2 separate regions of the Mus musculus genome follow, and region 2 is linked to region 1. A link is a contact called in public HiChIP or PLAC-seq data. All regions are on one chromosome and are shown on one strand. The core of a region is the stretch at or near the end of the contact, and the rest is flanking DNA. Distances in the headings are between cores, read along the strand shown. Region 1 has its middle 42 kb from the start of Gm46567. Region 2 has its middle 12 kb from the start of Gm32998.

The links. HiChIP or PLAC-seq counts read pairs in DNA pulled down with a chosen protein or histone mark.
Region 2: an H3K27ac HiChIP or PLAC-seq map of embryonic stem cells shows a contact between it and region 1, with 3 times the contacts expected there. The contact joins two enhancer-like sites. A contact is called at or near these places in 1 of 484 Hi-C or Micro-C datasets (bone marrow-derived macrophages), 9 of 115 datasets of contacts at active chromatin or transcription factors (craniofacial prominence, embryonic basal ganglia, embryonic hindbrain and 5 more) and 1 of 9 other capture datasets (embryonic stem cells).

Annotation. Positions count from the first base shown.
Region 1 is chr16:29,770,580-29,773,279 of GRCm38.p6, forward strand. No RefSeq gene overlaps it. Among named protein-coding and RNA genes, the nearest start is that of Gm46567, 42 kb to the right of the region's middle. Within about 2 kb of position 1,317, at least 58 of the 459 cell types and tissues checked have an H3K27ac peak or open chromatin away from gene starts, as enhancers often do. A contact at or near this core is called in embryonic stem cells, where this site is marked.
Region 2 is chr16:30,080,851-30,083,550 of GRCm38.p6, forward strand. No RefSeq gene overlaps it. Among named protein-coding and RNA genes, the nearest start is that of Gm32998, 12 kb to the left of the region's middle. Within about 2 kb of position 1,386, at least 30 of the 459 cell types and tissues checked have an H3K27ac peak or open chromatin away from gene starts, as enhancers often do. A contact at or near this core is called in embryonic stem cells, where this site is marked.

The sequences.
Region 1 (2,700 bases), core at 67-2,566:
GGGTCAGTGGCTTCCCACAGCCAGATACCCACTCGGGGCTGCGTGGAAAGCGTGCGGCAGTCTTTTGGCATCCACCTGCCCAGAGCACCGGAACTCTGGCGGGACATGGGTTTTCTCCCACTCCCCCTTTATTCCCCCATGCTCCCTGCCCCACACTCAGCAACACAGTCAGGACCTGGTTTAAAACCAAACAAACAACAAACCAAAGTGTGATCCAATAGTATTCTTCTGATGGGATTTTCAGGGATTCTTCTCTAAGGCCATCCCCTGCACTGAGGCAGCCCCACCTCCTGTAGTCTCATAACACGGGGGCATCCATGAACCTACGTGCATGTTCTTATGGATGTCTTCGGCCGCTGCCTCCCTCTCAGTTCTCCAATGCTAAGTTCTTCATCTCAGAATTGAAATTCCTACCTGTGGCTGGAGCGGCTGCCAACAACATAAGCCACTTCCTTCTGAAGCTGCTATTTCCCAAAGGAGCATATTGTTGTGTTCTATAAAAAAGGAAAAGCCGGAGATATGTTTGGTGGAGGTGCAGTATGGCGTGGGGGAAGGGGGTGCCTCTGCGGGCCCATGCTGAGGCATCCCTTCCCTCTGAGGGACCAGCTGTAAGGTATAGTACAGTATTGTATAGAATAGAATTTATTTAGGGCATTGGGGAGGGGAGTTGAGAGAGAGAGAGAGAGAGAGAGAGAGAGAGAGTAGAGGAGTAGAGGCCAGCCATGAGCAAGTGGAGAGGGGGGAGGGGAATGAAGGGGGAGAGAAGGGATTAGGGGGAAGAGGGGAAGAGAGCAAGAGAAGAGAGTAAGTGAGGAGGGGGCAAGTATCCCCTTTTATAGTGAGTCAGGCATACCTGGCTGTTGCCAGGTAACTGCGGGGCACAGCCTAGAAGGAATGCCAACACTTAGAGGAGAGAAGACAGGCAAGTGCAGATGAGATGAATAAACCTCTCTGCTGGAACCAACCAGTTCCTGGGGGCAACTCTACAGAGCTGCGCTTGCCGCCCTCACTATACTGATAAGGCCTCAGTGTTCCCTCAGAGGATGGCATGGGGACCAAGGGAGCTGAGGGCTCTGCCCAGCTCTCTGGAGCTCAGGCCCAGGGAAGACACTAAAACACTCCCCTTCCTGCTCCGGAGGGGTTGGTGGCCCCTGAGGTCAGAGGAGGCCCCTTCCACCTCAGGCCTGCAGAAGGTCTGTTTCCACAGCTTCCCACTCATACCAGAGACCCCGGGAGGAGTCTGTTGTTACCCTGGTCGCCCGTGGTGCAGGCCCTCCCCATTCACAGCTAGGCCTGTTTGAATAGGAAGCCAGGTGTGGGTGTTAGCAGCTCATTAAATTACAACAGCAGGAGGAGAGAATCCAGGACTCTGGGCCGAGTGCAGTCTGGAGGCTCAGCCCCAGCTCCCATGCTGGCTCCTCTCCACAGCCAATTTGTCTGGTGGCTTCCTGTCTCCATCTTAATTTCTTCCAGTGACAGGAACTCACCACCTCGAGCTCCTCCTGACCTACCTTTTGGACTTCTCTGACAAGAGGAAACACTAAACATTTTTTTAAATTCAGATTTTATCTATATATTTTTTAACATTTTAAAAAATATTATTCTACTAGTTGTACAAAATAATAAAAGTGTGAACTTTGAAAGGCCACCGGCCTCCAGGCTCCTCCCCACACCACACAGTCCACATTTAAGAGTCAGAGTCACAGGGAGCAAACCCAGGTCCTCGCCATGACAGTCCCTCAGGTATGCACCATCAGCTCTCCGGGCCCCCCACCCCCAAGCCTTTTCTTCCCCAGGTCAAAGGGCCTCAGCTCCTAGTCTTCTTCCCGGAGTCATGGTTGCCGGTTCCCTCAGCAACCGCCCCGTGGTTGCCATGTCTGTCCTCTGCAAACTGTTCCCAGCCCCGGGGATTGAGACTTGGAGATTTGCAATGCCCTCCAGAGGGTAGGACTCACACTGAATCTACTTGCTAGGGTTTTGCCTTGACAAATAGACCCTGGCTTCCAGCTCACTCAGCTGCAGTCTCAGCAGAAAGGACCAGTTTTTTTTTTCCAAGCACACGCCTTAGGGATGTTGGATGCCGAGGCCATGTCCGTGACAGGAAGCAGAAGGAAGAAGGAAGGTTATGCCCTCTGAGAGGATCTTTAAAGGCCCCAGCTATCACTGTCCCCAGCGCCATGCTACCGATAGCAGAAGTTCAGTGGGAGGAACCCACCAGCGAAGGCGTCTTGCAGCATCTGCAATGGGCTCTCTGCTGCCCTTTACAAACCGAGCTTCCCCTTTTCTCATCGAGTCCGGCACAGGAGTCACAGCCTGACCTCATCTCTGTCTTCACACGTGGCTCAGATAAAGTGTTTAAATCAGTTTGGAGACCTCACTCTTCGATTTAGGATTCCCATGTGTATGAAGGACATGTTCAAGCCTAAACGTTGGCATCTGCCTTCCTGAATGTGGATTCTTTTCCTGGAGACCTGTGGCTCCCATGATGCAGATAGCTGCCTACGGCTCTGTTCCGGACTCGTCTCTTTAAGGTGATCTGCCCAGAGGAGGAGCAATTGAAGGAGGCCTCACAAACCCTGGAGACAGGAGTATGTGACAGGCTGTCCCTGTCTACAAGCCAAGCTTCCCAGACTGCCATCTGTCCTACTTTGGTTTTCTTCCACTGTGATAAAAACAGTGACCAAAAGCAACTTGTGGGGG
Region 2 (2,700 bases), core at 136-2,635, 310 kb after region 1:
TGTAGGGTGGAGGAGAAGGCCCAAGGCAGTTTGGAATGAGGCCCTGGCAGAGTGATCAGGGCTCCTGGAGACAGGCTCCCTGAAGGCAGCTGGCCTTTCTCTGTACCTCCAAGTCACGCTTTATCCCCTCTATGGCTTCATGTTTGCTGTGAGTTAGTTAAAAGGGCTATGGTGGAATCAGACGGTTGCTCAGAGCTGGAGGAAGTTCATTGGAGGAGACAGCACAAGATCCCTAGATGACGGACACAGTCGCCTGGCCTGGGAAGACCAGCTCCCTTGGCAAGATCACCTTTCCCTTCTGTGTGCATCTTACCACAGTCTTCTCAGACCAGAGGAGAGTCCTCGAGTAATTAGGGAGAAGTGGCCCCAACCTCTGAATGAAGGAAGCCAAAGCAAGGTTTGGGGCTGGCATTTAGAGGATGACTGAATTGAGGTGAGGGTGGTGCGGTGGGTGGGGAGAGTGTGAGAATGGTTTGCAGTAATCTGAATAATACAAGTTCTAATCTTTCCTCCCTCTCCACAACTGGAGCCCAGATTCCTCTCCTCCCCCGCTCTCCTTCCTCCCGACCCCACCCTGACATGTACGCCTGTTCCCTAGCTCCCTCTGTCTCCTGCTTCCCATAACACCGGGCAAGCTCCTCTGGACCTGGACTCACTAGGTCCCCAGCGTGTGTGTCTTCCATCTCCATTCAGAAACTTCACACACCATTCACCCAAAACCAGAGACTGCCTCACAAGAGACTGAGCATGGCTCCTGGTCAGCTCTGATGCCGGCCTTGGGAAGCCTTCAGGAAAAGCCCTTGCTGGTTCAGCCACAAACACGGCCCTACCTTTCAAAAACACTGCTGGGGAAGACCCTGAACTTAAGAAGGCAAGGACAAGGTTGGGCTGTGCCCAGGGCACCTCCTTCCCCAGTGTTGAGCTAGTGAGGGTCCAAGGCACAGGGCTTAACAATCGGAATAACTACTGACTCCAGAGGCCTTGAAAAAGTTATTTTAACCTCCCTTTCCTTGTTTTAAAATAGATCAGAGATTTATGCTGTTAGTTCAGAAATAAACTTTGTGGGAAAGACTAATGGACTGATTATTTTTTTTCTCCTAAAGGAGTGCAAAATTCCAGGAAAGAAACAAACATGGGGGTATGAACGGGGTGGGGGTGGGAGTGGGATAAAAGAAGAAAAGCATGACTCCTTCTAGGTATGGTGGAGGAGAAAGCTTATTGCACATAAAAGGGAGAGCATAGCCACAGGCAGGGACATCTGGGAGAGTTCAGAGGGAGTGTAGCCCTGAGCCATGTCAGGAGAGGAGGGAGGAGAGGCCAGGAGGGGAAAGGGTAGACGGAAGGGCTAGGTAACGGAAATGACAAGATCATATAGGGAAGGGCAGCCCAGCCCCTGAGCTAGAGAAGTTCAGGGGACAGGGTGGGGTCTGCCAGGTAAGGACTGAGGAATGCTAGGACTGACTAGGCGGCAGCTAGGTCCTCTTTGGTGTGTTAAATAGGCACCTCAGCCATTAGCCTTGAGACCTAACAGCATATAGCGCATAGGCCCATACATTATCTTGGCAGAACTGGGCAACAGCTCCGTGGTCATGAGCTGGGACCCCACAGTGGTGTGCTTGGACCCAACTGTAATCCTCAGTAAATCATTCTTGAATGAATTTAATGAATTTACCTGTGCCCTCTGCTTGTACCAACCTCAGTACTTAGAGCTTACTGACTGTCCTGCCCCTGAGACTGCTCACAGTCCAGGCAGGAGACACTCCCCCAACAAGCTCAAAGGGAGCGCCTGTGGATATCAAGAGTGGGGGCCACATGGTGGCGCATGCCTTTAATCCCAGCACTTGGGAGGCAGAGGCAGGCAGATTTCTGAGTTCGAGGCCAGCCTGGTCTACAAAGTGAGTTCCAGGACAGCAAGAGCTATACAGAGAAACCCAGTCTCGAAAAACAACAACAACAACAAAAAGAGTGGGGGCCAGAGCGGGGGTGGGGGGCAGGGAACAAATGTTTCTAAAGGAAGTATCTGGGAACATTGGTGGGGGAGGGGCAGGTAAAGGAACGTTCCACAGAAGGAAAATATACCCAAGACCCCAATGGCCTCCAGGACCACAGCAGTAGGATATTGGCCGATGAGTTTGGGGAGAGGAGGCCGAGAAAGGAGAAGCACCTTGGAGGCTGGGTCAGCCAAACAGCACTGGAGGGAGGGTTTTATGTACCATCTGAGCAGCGTATTTCTAGACCCTTCAGACCTGACAACCTATTTTCTTTCTCATGCTTGAGAAGTTACAGATGCTTTCATGAGCTTGTGAGTGTAACTCTGAGAATGTCCTCTGTCCCTTCCTCCACACTGGCGCCCACACAGCGGAAAGCATTACCAAGCACTGGCTACACTACTCATCATCGAACCTGTTCCTTAGGAGAAGCAAAGGAGTGATTATCAATAACTACACCCAGGCAATATACTGGACCAAGGGCTCTCCCGGGTAAACCTGGGCGCCTGCTCACACTATCCATTGACAGGTTTTAGAGACCAGTGCTACGACCAATCAGTCCCGCATGATTGAAACTGAGTTTTTCACCTCTTCATCAAACAGTGAGATTGGAGGATTAGATTGTTTTCGATGGTCCCGAAGGCGCTTTCCAGCTCCAGAACTCTGTAACTCTGTGTTGGGTAAGCAAGTGAGACTTAAGAGAGGTCGGGTA